Regions from separate parts of the Ovis aries genome. Here region 2 is linked to region 1. Evidence: chromatin contacts called from public Hi-C data. All regions are on one chromosome and are shown on one strand. Each heading gives the region's core, a stretch centred on a gene start, on an enhancer-like site or on the middle of the called end of the contact. The rest is flanking DNA. Distances are from core to core; before and after follow the strand shown.

Evidence for each region. A called contact is a pair of places that touch in the nucleus more often than the background predicts.
Region 2: a Hi-C map of liver shows a contact between it and region 1, with 2.8 times the contacts expected there. The contact joins the enhancer-like site here to the promoter of DENR in region 1. A contact is called at or near these places in 4 of 16 Hi-C or Micro-C datasets (blood, hypothalamus, liver and 1 more).

What each region holds. Positions count from the first base shown.
Region 1 is chr17:52,787,479-52,794,536 of ARS-UI_Ramb_v3.0, forward strand. It overlaps DENR (density regulated re-initiation and release factor), which reads right to left and starts at 4,055. Exons shown (of 7, transcript XM_060400753.1): 1 at 3,888-4,055; 2 at 3,045-3,158. The coding sequence starts at 3,150.
Region 2 is chr17:53,082,063-53,089,120 of ARS-UI_Ramb_v3.0, forward strand. CLIP1 (CAP-Gly domain containing linker protein 1) reads left to right here. Exons shown (of 27, transcript XM_060401140.1): 4 at 16-140; 5 at 1,369-1,591; 6 at 5,295-5,492; 7 at 6,344-6,447. Among named protein-coding and RNA genes, the nearest start is that of VPS33A, 70 kb to the right of the region's middle. Within about 2 kb of position 3,724, at least 2 of the 54 cell types and tissues checked have an H3K27ac peak or open chromatin away from gene starts, as enhancers often do. A contact at or near this core is called in liver, where this site is marked.

The DNA of each region.
Region 1 (7,058 bases), core at 2,805-5,304:
GCCCCAACACCTTGAGGCTTGTGAGGGAGAGGACAGGTAGTACACCATTACCAGTAACAGCAATTACCATCTACTGGCACATCCCAGGCACTGTTATACTTTGTATCATGTTTCATCATCACAGCCTGATAAGGTAAGAACTACCATATGTTTATTATGATTGAGAAAAATGAGACTTAGAACAAGTAATTCATTTGCATCTGGTTAGAACAAGATTTGAACCTTGGTCTGTTTCTGAAGCTCATGCTGGTTTACTTAATTAGATCACAGAACCTATCAGGCAATGTAGCTGTGTACCAGTGCATCAGTCTTTTAAAGATGAAGCCCTGAAATAGGTTAAATAGCTCACCCAATGACAAAAGTGGTAATGTGGCAGAAACTATTCGATAAAATGCACCATCTCTTTATTTCAGTTTAGAGTTTCCCACTAAAGCTCTGTCTGCTTAACCAGAGCTCTCTAATCTTCACAGTTCAGGTTCAATCACTAGTAGGAACAAATATTCAGCCACACTTTCAGGATATAATTACAGGTTAAATACCATTACTGCAAACTCTAAAACCATAAAATTTTGTACACCATTTCAAATAATATTCAATGCAGCAAAATTCTAATATGATGAAAAAAGTTGGACAAATCTTCCAAGTTCCACATTATTTGAGTCAATTTTCCTCCACAGATGATTTACTATTTGTAAACTATAGCTCTTCAATGAAAATACTGAGCAGTCACCAGCTTTACATCACTAACAACCTGATCTTATGTACCTGCTGATGATATATGAAGAACAAAGTCCATCATCCATGAAACCTTCTGCTATGGTCTTCATGTTTGTGTCCCCTCAAAATTCACAATGTGGTGTTATTAGGAGATGGGGCCTTAGGAAGCATTATTTTATTCTTTTCAACAGCCCGCTGAGGTAGGCTCTGTTATTCATTTTCTGGATGAGGAACTGGCCAAGGTCACTGGCCTGGCTTGACCAATCCTGGCTAAGCCAGGATTCAAACTCAGACTGACTTCAGATTCTGAAGTCTCAGTACTGCAGACAAATGTCTCCCTGGAAATGACCCCATCCCACGTACCTTTGTTTTTCACTATATTTCAACCAGCATTCTGCACCAATTAGCTCCTTTTTTCCCCCTCTACCCTGAAAATAGCATATTAAACCTTGCCCCCATAGTACTCTTGCCTGGAAAATCCCATGGATGGAAGAGCCTGGTAGGCTACAGTCCATAGGGTCACAAAGAGTCAGACACGACTGACTGACTTCACCTTACCACCTTTCCTTGCAAATTCTACCTATTACGTAAGGTTTCTCACTTCACTTTACCAGCTTCCCTTCAAACAAAGATCCCTCCTTTTCCTAAAATCCTAATTAATAGCTCTGGTCAGTACTATTTATTTTACCACTGAATATTCCCTAAGTCCTTCTCCTACAACTAGACTTTAAACTCCTTAAGGAAAAGGTAATCCTGTCTCCATCCTAGTGCCTGGAATATCAACACAAACTAGGGAAATAAAAATAAACCTTTCTCAAAAAGGTTAGGGACCTCTGGTGACTACTGGTGAAATATCACTGGGTTAGATGCATACTTAGTGCAGTTATTCAAAACCAACTCAGAAGTGACATAAGCAATTGAAGAGGATGACTTTCATATACTGTATTTCATTAATTCTTTCTTCTTTTCACTTTTACAGGGATGCATCCCATAATTATGGCATGTCAATCTTAAAAAATTTTTCTTCCTCAGTGGAACCTAAAATAATGGTGCATCTTATAACATACGAAGACTTAGATTCAATGAATTAGGATACAAAGAATGGTAACTCATAACTACATCTGACGAGCAAGAATGAATAAACTAAACCAGTATACTTTTTTAATAAGAGCACTTACTGTATTATGTTCTTGTATTCATTGTTGAACCAGCTTTATAGGAATTATTTGACTTCAGATATAATCACCATCTTTATTTTACAGACCTTAAGAAACAGACCTCTAACCCTTAGTGAAATCAGGTAACTTGCCCAAGGTCACAGAGCTAGAATAAAGCAGAAGCGGCTGGTAAAGCCCAAGGTAAGGATGCAAACCCTGGTCCATGACTCCAAAGTCAACCTTACATAAAGTTCCCCTGCCTACTCTCTGGGATATTTTATACTCATTTTATTTTCTTAATCAAAGATAGTAAATAAATGATGAGTCGATACAATTTTTCAACTCAGTGACATCACTTCTCCTTTTATAGTACTTAAATTCCAGAAGAAATCTCCATTACATTCACAGAAGGTAAGGTCCACAAGAACAATGACTTCTCCGAACTTAGTTATTATTCAGTCTCCAGCACACAAAACAGTTAGGCACGTAGTAAGTGGCCAAAAATATTTACTGAAAAAGATAATATTTACTTGCCCTTTACTTTACTGTCGTATGTCTTCAAATTTTTCTGAACCTTTTCAAGATGCTAGTAAAATTAGCTATTTCCAATTAACAAATATTTCTGAACTGAAAATGAGGAAACACACTCAAAGGGAAAAAAAAACCCTGATCCACATTTTATTAATCAACTGTCCTACTGTCCATCACTCCAGTCTCATCATCTTCCACTTGTTATTACACTATTCCTACACTACACACTATACTCATACAAAACTGCTTATTTCTCCACAGACAAGCTTTTCCTTACACAGCTATTCACTTCATCTAGGATGCATTTTCCCACTCCCTCATCCAGTCATCCCTAAGAGTCAATTATCTTACAAGAAGCCCAACTTTAACGGCCAGACTGGAAAGTTACTTTGGGCTGGAATAATCTATTTACACATGTCTATTCCAACTGGACTGAAAATTTCTCCAGGCCAAGTAGCAAGACACAAGTCCCACAGGTTGGGAAAATCTGTTCATCCATGCCTCCTCTTCCCCAACTCCCAATTAAAGATTCACCAAATGACAAAGATGAAAAAATTACTTGGACCAAATGTGAAGCCACTGATCATAACGTCTAAAAATACGGTGAGTAAAAGCCATTTTCTGCCTTCCAACACTTACCTCCACAGTAAAGGACTCGAAGTGGGTAATCTGCATCTAACTTGGTGTTGCTCCTCTGGTCTCCTCTGCAATCATGCCCACCGGATTCAGAAATGTCAGCAGCCATTTCAAAACCTGTCAGAAAAGAAAATAACACAGCTTCACTATTTGGGACCAAGGCCCTGAGAGAAACACTGTTCAAGTGTAACCTTGTCTTCCAGTAGAAATCCCCCCACCCCAAATCTGTTTCAATTCTCTGCTGAATGAAAGGTAAGAAGCTGGATCCATAAAATATGAGTAATTCTGGGCACACCATTTTCCAGGAAAGCGAGCGACAACAGTGAGATTCATAGCAAATGGACCATGACAACGAGGGGCGGGGCGGGGGGGGGGCACCGGTGGAAGCAGCAGCAATGGGAAAAAAGGATGGGGATAGTGACCTCGGTGGGGGCAAGGCAAAAGGTTTAGGGGGTGATTCGGGAGGGATGCAAAGTACAACAGAGAAAGGCCACGAAGCAGCTGAAGGGGCTGGAAAAACCTACGAAGAGGGGGTGAAGAAGGGGTGGGTCGCCGGAGGCGCCCAGAGTGCAGGGTGTGGGGGCGGCTGGATGCCAAGAAAGGGACGCTTTAGAGTCGGGAGAGGGGATGGAAGTGGGAGAGGGCGGGGAGACTAGAGTCTGAGGAGATAAGAATACGGGCAAAAGAACCAGAAAGGAGCAGAATGTAACAGGACTAAGGCGACAAGGGCGGTCAGGTGTGAGGGCGCGACCTGAAGCGACAGGGGCAACCCCGGGGACACCAGAGCGGCCCATGTGGGCGGGGGTGTGGAGGCGCCCGGCCCGGCCCCCTTCCGCCGGACAGCACCTCAGCTTCCTCACGCTCTCTACAAGCTTCTCCGAAGCGGGAGAGGCACGAGGGGTTATTACCCAGGCGGTCGCACAGCCTCCACCGCCTCCGCTCCCGCCACTACCGCCAGCTGAAGCGACACATGCGATTCCTCTTCTCCAGCCAGAGCCGCCCGAGAGCGCGTCTACCAGCGGCGGTCCCGCGAGATAATAAGCCTTTATCGCGAGACTCAGTGGCCGCCGGGCGGCTGTCGCGAGAAGCCTGAAGGCTGGGGCGGGGAGGAATTGGAGAGCATGCGCATTTCGCTCAGGGGCGGGGCCAAGCAGCCTAGAGGCTGACAGCCAGTAGGCGGTGCTCGTTACTTGTGGGAGAGGGTGGGTGGTCCGCGGTCGCGGCGCGAAAGGGGGCGCTCTTTGGAAAGCGAAGACTGCTTACTGCTTGCTGCTGAGGCGGGGACGTGGCCGTGGCCCTGGGGTCTGGAGTGCCTCCTTCAGTCCTGACTAACCTCCAGCCTATTGGATGTCATTCCTCCGCGGGGAGATTGCAACTGGAAAATGCGTTTGGTTTAATTTCAACGACCTGCCCTATATTGGCGGAATTCTTTTTAAAAAGACAGTGTCAATGCTATTCCATTTTTCTCATTGTCCTGCAATTTCACCAACCTAACAACTATTTTCACAGCTTCCTGGTGTTTACTGATCCTTATATATGTTTTAAATTGGAATTAAACTCTCCCACGTCACTGTAGACTAAAGAAGTATTCACAACCTCAAGATTGCGAGTTAGGTTTTACTTGGCTGGAATTTTAGGGCTTCAAGCCTAGGAGGCAGCTTCTCAAGTTAACCCTGAGAGAACTGTTCTGGGGAGGACAGAAGCCAGGATATATAGGCATTTTGCAGCAAGGAGCAGGTAGTCTGAAAACCAAAAGATTATTGTTAATTAAAGAAAATCAGGTATGTCAAGTAAAGAAATTAAGTGATTTTTCTGTGTGAGAGTAGATGCAGGAGTCTGGGCTTACTGAAATCTTTCCTTTAATATACACGTCAGCTACCTGGGGCCAATATCCTGTGTTTTCCCATCCTGAGTTTCCTCAGTGCTCATTGTAGGGAGTAGCTGTAGTCTGATGACTGCTAGATGGCAGGTAGTTTTTTCCTTCCCAAGTTCCCTCAGGGTTCACCAGCTCATAGTTTGGTGGTGATGATGACTGTGACATCCTTTGTTTACTGATACTGCAGGAAATAGTCCATTTCTCATCAGGTTTTCACTCACGGTGTGTCTTGGCTTTGCTTCCATCTAGTTGTTTCATTTTGGGAAAAACCCTTCGTATCCATTTTCAGCCTGAGTCCTATTTAGGAAATGGGAATAACACTACAACAGTTGAAGAGATGTGGGTTAGGGAAATGGAGACCAAAAGTGCTTTGTAGATGTTGGAGGTGGTTCTTTTCTATTTTGCTGTTTCCTCCACTCACATCTGTTTCATTCTTCCCCTTGACTACAACTTCATTTGCCACCACCAGTACCACCCTTAAATTGTCTGCTCAGAGCTTTGTGTGTATGAAGCCATCTAGCATAATCTTTTGCACCAGAGACTATGACCTCTACTCTGATATCTTTCTTATATAAATGAGTGGTTTCCCCCTCTCACAGAAGAGCATCAATTCTAAAAGATAGTAAAAGATCTTGTTTCTAAGCCTATTTGATTCCAATAATAAAAGCTTCCGTTTATTGACACTTAACATGCCAAGAACCTGTTCATTTGGAGATCGAGTCCAGGTGACTTCATTTCATAAAACTTGGGTTCTTACTATGTGCCAGGGGCTTCCCAGGTAGCACAGTGGTAAAGAAGCCACCTGCCAATGCAGGAGACACAACAGACGTGGGTTCAATCCCTGGGTCAGGAAGATCCCCTGGAGTAGGAAATGGCAATCGGCTCCAGTATACTTGTCTGGAAGATTCCATGGACAGAGGAGATTGGCAGGTTATAGTCCATGGGGGTCTCAAAGAATCAGACACGACTGATAACTGAGAATGCCCTAAGTGCTACGTGCTGGGGAAGCAGTGAACAAGAGGCAAAGTCCCTAATCTTATTGAGCTTAACAAATTAGAATTACAAAATCCTTACAATGTAGTGACTGTCTCTAATTTCCAAATAGAGGGTAGAATCGAAGCTCAAAGATGGGAATGCATCGTTTACCTATGCTTAAGATACATAGCTAGTAGCGTGTTAATGATCTTAAGACATACATATTTTTACATTTTCACATCTCTCATATCAAGATGTATTGCATGGGATGGAGTCTTCACATTGTTGTTTTAGTTGCTAAGTCATGTCAGACTCTTTGTGACCCCATGAACTGTAGCCTGCCAGACTCCTCTGTCTATGAGATTTCACTGTGGCATAGTTTAATTCGGCAGTGTTTTTCCTTTCTTAGTGATGCATCTTGCTGTCAGTGGCATCTTAGACATGAGGAAATATGGATAAGTGGCCAGTCCTGTGTAGTAGACCTAATGTCTTCAGTGCCATTCCTCACGCTTTTCCTGCTCTGCTTTGTAGAGAAGAGGGTGTTGACTCCTATGACTGAATTCCCAAGCTTTCTTTTTCCTGAGCTTCCAGCTAGTTCAGTCAATGGGAGGCAGTAATGAGACCGTGCCATCTTCTTGGGCAGCGTCTCTAGCAGCGAGCTGGTTCTCCCTCTGCATAATCTAGGCATCTCAGCTTCTGGGCTCCTGTAACATCGCCCCTTCCCTAGATCTAGTCTCTAGCCTACCAGTAGTGATTGATGGCTTCTTGGTGCTGATTTCTGAGTGGCTTCACCATCTCTATTTAGGTTTTAAAGCCCTGAATGAAATTCCCCTCTGCTTTAAATCCTTTGATAGTATTTAAATACTGTTCTCTAGGTGAACTCTGCCTGACATTGCTGGCATTCAAACCCAGAGCTGTACTTCCTCACTCACTCATCACAACCTGTCAGCATTCAGGTAATAAAAGGAGGAACAACCTATTAAATAAAGAAAGAGCACAGTGGTTTCTCACCAGGAAGCCACAGACTCTGAGAGGCAGGGGAATTATTGCAAAGAATACAGGAATCCAGTTGAAGACTAAACATTGTCAGGAAATTGGCTAAATATCTTTCAGCCTTAAGTATTACTATTTTTCTAGTGTAAGTTATAGTTTTGTTCCAATGAAAG
Region 2 (7,058 bases), core at 2,474-4,973, 290 kb after region 1:
ATTCTCTGCTTCCAGGTTGGTGGCACGAAGGCGGGTGTAGTCCGGTTTCTTGGGGAGACAGACTTCGCCAAGGGGGAGTGGTGTGGCGTGGAGTTGGATGAGCCTCTCGGGAAGAACGACGGGGCTGTTGCTGGAACAAGGTGCGTCTGCTGTTGGAATTTCGTCTTCCTCCTGCACATAAAGATACTCAAGCCAGCCCCACCCAGTGTGGGTAATAAAATAGACATGAGCGTTTTGAAGAGCTGCACTTGTATTTCCTAAGACTCACCTACTGATTTTCCCTTCTGCTAGGATTAGTTGTTCTCTCTTAGATGGTCTGTCTTTTTTTTTTTCCCCTTGTTCTATTAAAAAAAATTTTTTTGTGTGTGTGTGAGCTTTTTAAGAAAACTACTTACTTATTTTTTAAATTTTTGGCCACACCCTGCAGCACATGGGATCTGTGGCACGTGGGATCTTAGTTCCTCGACCAGGGATCAGATCCACACTCCCTCTATTGGAAGGCGGAGTCTTAACCGTTGGTCCACCGGGGAAGTCCCCTGACTCTCGTTTAGTGATATGTGCATTGCATCTGAGTAGATTCTGAGCAAACATTGGGTTTATGTATCTATTTATTTTTAAGATTTTATTTTTGTTTTAGAGCAGTTTTCAGTTCACAGAACTGAGAGGGAGATGCAGCTAGCCCTTCTCGACCTCCTGCCCCACCTCGTGCACAGGCCTCCCCCCATTGTCAATATCCGGAGGGATGCGTTTATTACAGCTGATGATTATAAGTATATAGACGCTATGCACCAAATACAGTAATAATGCCTTGAGATTTTCGAAAATCTCTTAGTGCTGTGATGATTATGAAGCTATAGTGTTCATATTCTTGATATTAAGATGTTAAAAATGCGCTAGTCATAACATGTGACTCCAAGTGTCAGTCTGATAACTGACTAACCAGATGATACTTCTCCCCCTTTACTTGAGTGAATCGGCCAGCTAGGTGCTTGTTCGATTTCTTTTTCCTTTTGTTTAGCAAGGTTTTATTAAGTGGGATCACTGGGTTGCTGAACTCTTCTGTTGTGTGTTTATCAGATAGTAGAAATGACTTCCTTTTTACATAGAATCTTAGCAACAGACGAGTGATTCCGTCTCTGCGTATCACACTGTTGTTTCCTCGTGTGTCTTTGAGGACATTACTGAAGTTATTTATCAGCCTGCATACCCAGTGAACGCTGCAGGCTGGGTGTACCGCCCCAGCCGGTTGGTAGAATTCACAGCAAGCCGGTCACAAGTTAAGAGTCAGGAGAACCTTTTGGTTATAAGTTTTTCTTTCTTGTCATTAAGCCGCTTTTTGTTCCTGTCCTTAATTGTTGTCCCCTCAAGGTATTTTCAGTGTCAACCCAAGTATGGCCTGTTTGCTCCGGTCCACAAAGTCACCAAGATCGGCTTCCCCTCCACCACGCCAGCCAAAGCCAAGGCTGCCGCGGTGAGGCGCGTGATGGCGACCACGCCTGCCAGCATGAAGCGCAGCCCGTCCGCCTCCTCTCTCAGCTCCATGAGCTCCGTGGCCTCCTCCGTGAGCAGCAAGCCCAGCCGGACAGGACTGGTGAGCCTCCCTTCCTGTCTGTGCATCTCTGCATCCCAGGCATGTCAGATGCCCCCCACTGCCATCAGCACGCCTGCTTCGCTTTAGGAAAGGTTACGCCTCCTCTCACCCTTGTATGAAATGTTTGTTCACTGTAGCTTGTGAACATCCTTATACATTTCGCAGCAAAAGAGAACCCAAAAGAATTTTTAACAGCTCCTTTCAGACTCCTAAGACTGGGAGATACCACAGTGCTTGGTGAATCGATAGTAACGACTCCCTAGTCTAACATATGGGATGGTTGATCATTCTGATATTATTTTTGCATCAGGAAGACAGGAAAATTGGAGGGATCCCTTTCCCCAACTACCTGGGTCTCTTTCTCTTTGTTGTCAGACTAGGAACTAAAAGTATTTTGAGAAAAGGCATGTTCTTAGAATTTTCATGTTGTGTTCATGCAGTCTCACCCACTGAAAGCAGATCAGTGGGTGTGGAGTGTTCCTGCCTCAGGCCCGAGGATGCAGAGAAGAACTTAGACAACTGGAAAAGATGCCTGAAAGGCCCTGTTTTGTGTTGTCTCCTCTCTCCATCTCCCCTTCCCACTCTCTCTCCTTTTCTCCCCCTTTCCTGCTTTGATCAGTAAGATAAAATCATCAGAATCAAAATAGGCAGCATCTTGTTCTGTTTGTTAATGTCATGCTTTCTTAGGGCCAAAGCAATGACTTTTTGGCTTTGCTTCCCCACCCCCACTCCTTGCCCTTCAGTTTATTCGCTTGAAGTGAGGCAGATAACTGTTCAAATTTGACATGATTGCGTGCGATTACACTCCAGACTGGATTCTGGGTCTCTGGTTCATGACAATGAACTGCAGACAGGAATTAGAATGTGAAGTGGCGCGACTGGGGAGTAAGGCTGCTGGCCCCTGATCTTGCTTGGCCTTCTTTCCGTTGACACTGGGCAGGGACGGGACCTTCGGGGGCGTCTTTCTTTATAGCAGGGGCTACCCTCCTCTGCAGTCATTGAACTTCTTCCCCTTACGTTCAGGTGATACAGGTACCTGCTTGGACTATGTTATTCTGCATATAAAAGCCTGCATCTTCAGTGTGAAAATTACAAGTGAACTTGATAAGAAAAGCTTGACAAGAACTCTTAGAATGTCTGAGTGAAATGAAGGTGAAGAAAATCCTCTATTTGGATGAAGCCTTGTTCAGAGTCAGTCGGCCAGCTCTAATGTGGACATCGAGTTTATGTTTCAGGACATGAGTTTACATTTTCAGGACTAATCCAGGAGCAATTCTGTGGACATGTCTATTCTGGATTCGAAATTCTTTCTTGAGTGGGTTTTTTTTTTTTTTTTTTTGAGACATTTTTATTGTGTTACAATTGTGTCCATTTCTTTGGCAATTCCCCAAGCCCTTCCTGTCCCCCCAACCTCTCCTCTTAGTTTTTAGACCAGTTCTGATTCCTCTTTGAAGAAAACTAGCGAAAGAGAAATGAGTCTCATTGCCTTTTAAAGCAGCTTATTTTTATCTCTTTATATCGAGTGGTTACAGTTTCTAAACCAGAAATCACCATAAATGAATATGTGAAAAACAGAATAATCAAATGCATGATTTCCTAAAAATACAGCTCAACAATATGATCCATTGTACATATGTAAAAAAAGCTGAAAGATTCTTGAATGAAAATGATCTTCTGACAGTATTTATCACAGTTCCACAGAACCTTTAGAGTCTCTGTTATTTTCTCACAGTGCCCATAGGCCAAAAAAAAAATAGCTAACAGTTCTGTTTATTAAGTATTTCAGTCCAAACAACTTCATATTTATGTCCTCATGGTTTAGTTACTGTTCAAAAAAAAAAAAAAAGATTCTCATTAGATGAAAGCAAAAATAGTATTTGTAATTCATTCTTAAATAACCACAGTGAGTTACTGTTAGGTTGCTCCTCATGGGCATTGCACATCCTATCAAACCTTGGACTCGTAGTGAACACTGCCTCCCTCATTTTCTTTGCTACATTGATTTGGGCTTTTTGTCCTGGCAGTGGCCAAAACCCAGCTTTGGAGAGATGTGACTGAAAGGAATGTAGTGTCATTATAAATACAATCCAAGGTTGAAGCTGAATTCCCTCCAAGCTAGTAGTTTGCATCATGTCCAACAGGCGTCACTGTTAACCTGGGAGTTAGCTGCAGCACCCTGGGGTGTGTCTCCCTGCAGGGTTTGAGAAGCTCAGATTTAGTGTATTCAGGAAGAAATGTTGGCTAAGACTCCACGCTCCCAGTGCAAGGGGCCCGGGGTTCGATCCCTGGTTGGGGAACTAGATCCCATATGCCACAACTGAGGGTTGAAATGCCACACTAAAGATTCCACGTGCTGAAACAAATGAAGATCCTGCATGCCGCAATGTAGACCTGACACGGCCAAATAAATAAATCTCTTTTTTCTTTTTTTAAGGGAGGAAATATTAGTACGAGAAAGTATAACCACATAGTGAAACTGGAAAGTCAAGGTCAGGTGGTTAAAAGAGAGAACAGGAAGTCCCCCTCCCCCTCATATGTTTAAGTAATTCAAGAAATTGCTCTCAGTAGAAACAGTGGCATTCTCCTCAAGCCAGCGATCACTCGGTAAATGGTCTCAGACAAACGCTGGCCAAAGGTTTGCAGCTTTGTCTGGAGCCCCTCCCAGGCCCCCAGAGTCCAGCCTGCAAGAGTGTTATTCAGCTTGTCCAAATGACCTCTGAACTCTTTACCAGAAGGTTCTGTCCTCTGTGTTTTCACATGACAGTTAGGCACCTTGAGAGGTGTCTGCTATGTGAAACAGCAGAGATGAGAGCAGAAACAGGTTTTCTCCACGCTTCCCCCGCTGCTGTCTCTCCCTCAACTCCTGTTCTCCTCCCCCCTCCCCATCTCATCCACTCTTTCTCTCTCTCCTTCCTCCCCCTACTTTTCTTTCTCCACGAACTTCTCCTTTCCCCCTTTTCTCCGCCCGCCCCACCCCGTGCCATTTTTCTTCCTTTCTCTTACGTGTGTACTTGCACGCTCATCCATTCACACATGCTTGGAAGGCACAACACAAGTTTCCTTTTCATCGTATCCTTGTAAATGTTTTCTGGGGATTGGAAACCAGGTCCTCACAGCTGGATCCCTGGGTGAAATCACCTCTGCCTTTCGTTCTAGAAGAAAGGTGAAGCAAATCTGACAAAGTTCCGACTGTGTAAACTATGTAATCAGTTGAAGGAAGGTCTGTGATTCCTTGGGTGACATCATGGTCACTTAAAGGTGTGTAGAAGCTCAAGAAGTTGAAAAAAGTCTCATTCTAAAGTCTAAGGATCAGAAGATTGGCCAAATTGTTTTCATGAGAAGATAACTGTTCATGAAGTCCAGGTGGAAATGGAGTCTTGAGAAGCTTGTGACCTGGGTCCTGCAGGATTTTTCTACCCGGCCCCCTCAGCCCAGCTCAGGGCACCTTTGATTTTGAGCCACAAACATCTTCCTGGTTTTTCTGTGGCCTCTTTACATCGGTGGGCTCTTTGTGACATTGACAGGCCCGAGGCATGCACCGTCTTGTCTCCACGATGGAAAACCTTTCCTAAGCCTGGGCAAGCCTGCGAGCCAGGGGCAACGCTTTTACTTTGCCGAGGAGACGCCCGCCCTGCATGTACTGCCCCCTCCCTACATCCCTCATAGCATCGCCGCCCTTCACGTCTTTAACTTTCCTTTGCAGTTGACTGAAACTTCCTCCCGTTACGCCAGGAAGATCTCCGGCACCACCGCCCTCCAGGAGGCCCTGAAGGAGAAGCAGCAGCACATTGAGCAGCTGCTGGCCGAACGGGATCTAGAGAGGGCGGAGGTGGCCAAGGCCACGAGCCATGTGGGGGAGATAGAGCAGGAGCTCGCCCTGGCCCGGGATGGACACGACCAGGTGAAGTCTGGCCCCGACCTTGTGGTGGAGATGGTGACGGGTTCTAGGCTGATCTTGCTGCGGAGTCGGTGACGGTGTCTAGATTGAGGGCGGAGGCTGGGCAGCATAGCTGGTGCTCGGAGCCCGGGAGCTGATCCCTGGCATGCTGGAATGAGCACAGCTATCTTTGCTGGGCTTGTCTGAAAGCTGTGCCCTGGGTCCCAGTTTGCACCGTCGTAAAGGTGAGGTTCTGCTCTTCTTGAGCCTGCTGCGCTCTTTGGCCTTTGCATCCAGGCCTCTCGGCCTGTCTGTTGTCAGATGAGCTTAAACACCAGGACCTTAGTAGTGGTTGCAACTCCGGTTTTGTAGATTATGCTTTGTATGAGTTTCAGCTTCAAAAGAGATGAGAGGGGAGACTTCCCTGGTGGCCCTATGGTTAAGACCTCGCCTTCCAATGCCGGGGGTACAGGTTCAATCCTTTGTTGGGGAGCTAAGATCCTACTTGTGACCAAAGAAAAAAAAAGCACAACCAAGAAACACCAAAGCATAAAACCAATAAAACCAGTATTTTAACAAATTCAGTAAAGACTTTAAAAATGGTCCACCTTAAAAAATCTTTTAAAAAGAGATGAGAGTTGTTTTAGCATTACCCCCTTTTGCTTTAATGGTGTGGTTTTTCATCATCCGGCTCCCAGAAGTGCTGCCAAGAATAACCTGTTATAAGAGATCATAGAAAGCACTTTAACGTGACAAGGTTTTTGACTAATGCCAACCCACAGTTGTACCACTTAGCAGTAGCTCTTTGGGAGGCACGTCTGGGCCAGCATCTGGGTCAGGAGGAGGCCACTCACTGACACCCTTGCCTTTCCCAGCACGTCCTGGAATTGGAGGCCAAGATGGACCAGCTGCGAACGATGGTGGAAGCTGCCGACAGGGAGAAGGTGGAACTTCTCAACCAACTTGAAGAGGAGAAAAGGTGATCCCAAAACCGGCTCTCCTTTTTAAAGCACCTTAGGGAGAGCTTTCCCATCCACAGCCTTGCTGGGGTCAAACCCTTGGAACCACATGACTGACTGTGTGTTCAGTGGAGATGGGATTCCCCCTACTGTGTGAGGAGGGTTTGCTTTGACTTGGCTTTCTTGAGAAGTTTGGAACCAGACAGATGTGCCCTGATGAACTGAGTGGCTGTATATTGAGCACTGACTGTGCACCAGACATCCTCTAGGAGATGGCCCGAGCCAGTCCATTCAACCCCGGGGCCCACCTGAGCCATTCCTCAAGAGGGGATTTTTTTTTTTCTGGGCCCAGTTACCTGGTATTTATGAAACATTGTCCAAGTATCTGATGAAATTATGTGTGTTAGGGAGCGGGGTAGTGACAGAAGGGTCTTGACCTCGAGAAACTCACTGCCTTTATAGGAAAACAGAACTCTCAGTTAGAGAACTATCCAGGGCAGGATAAAATCCAGTGCTCAACTGTGTGAGACAGAGAAAGCAAGCTTGCTTCTCATAGAAGGTCTTTTGAGGCCATGAGCAAACAAGCTCTCCGGGAAAGGTGTCTGCGTAAAATCGGTTGACTGTCTCTGGG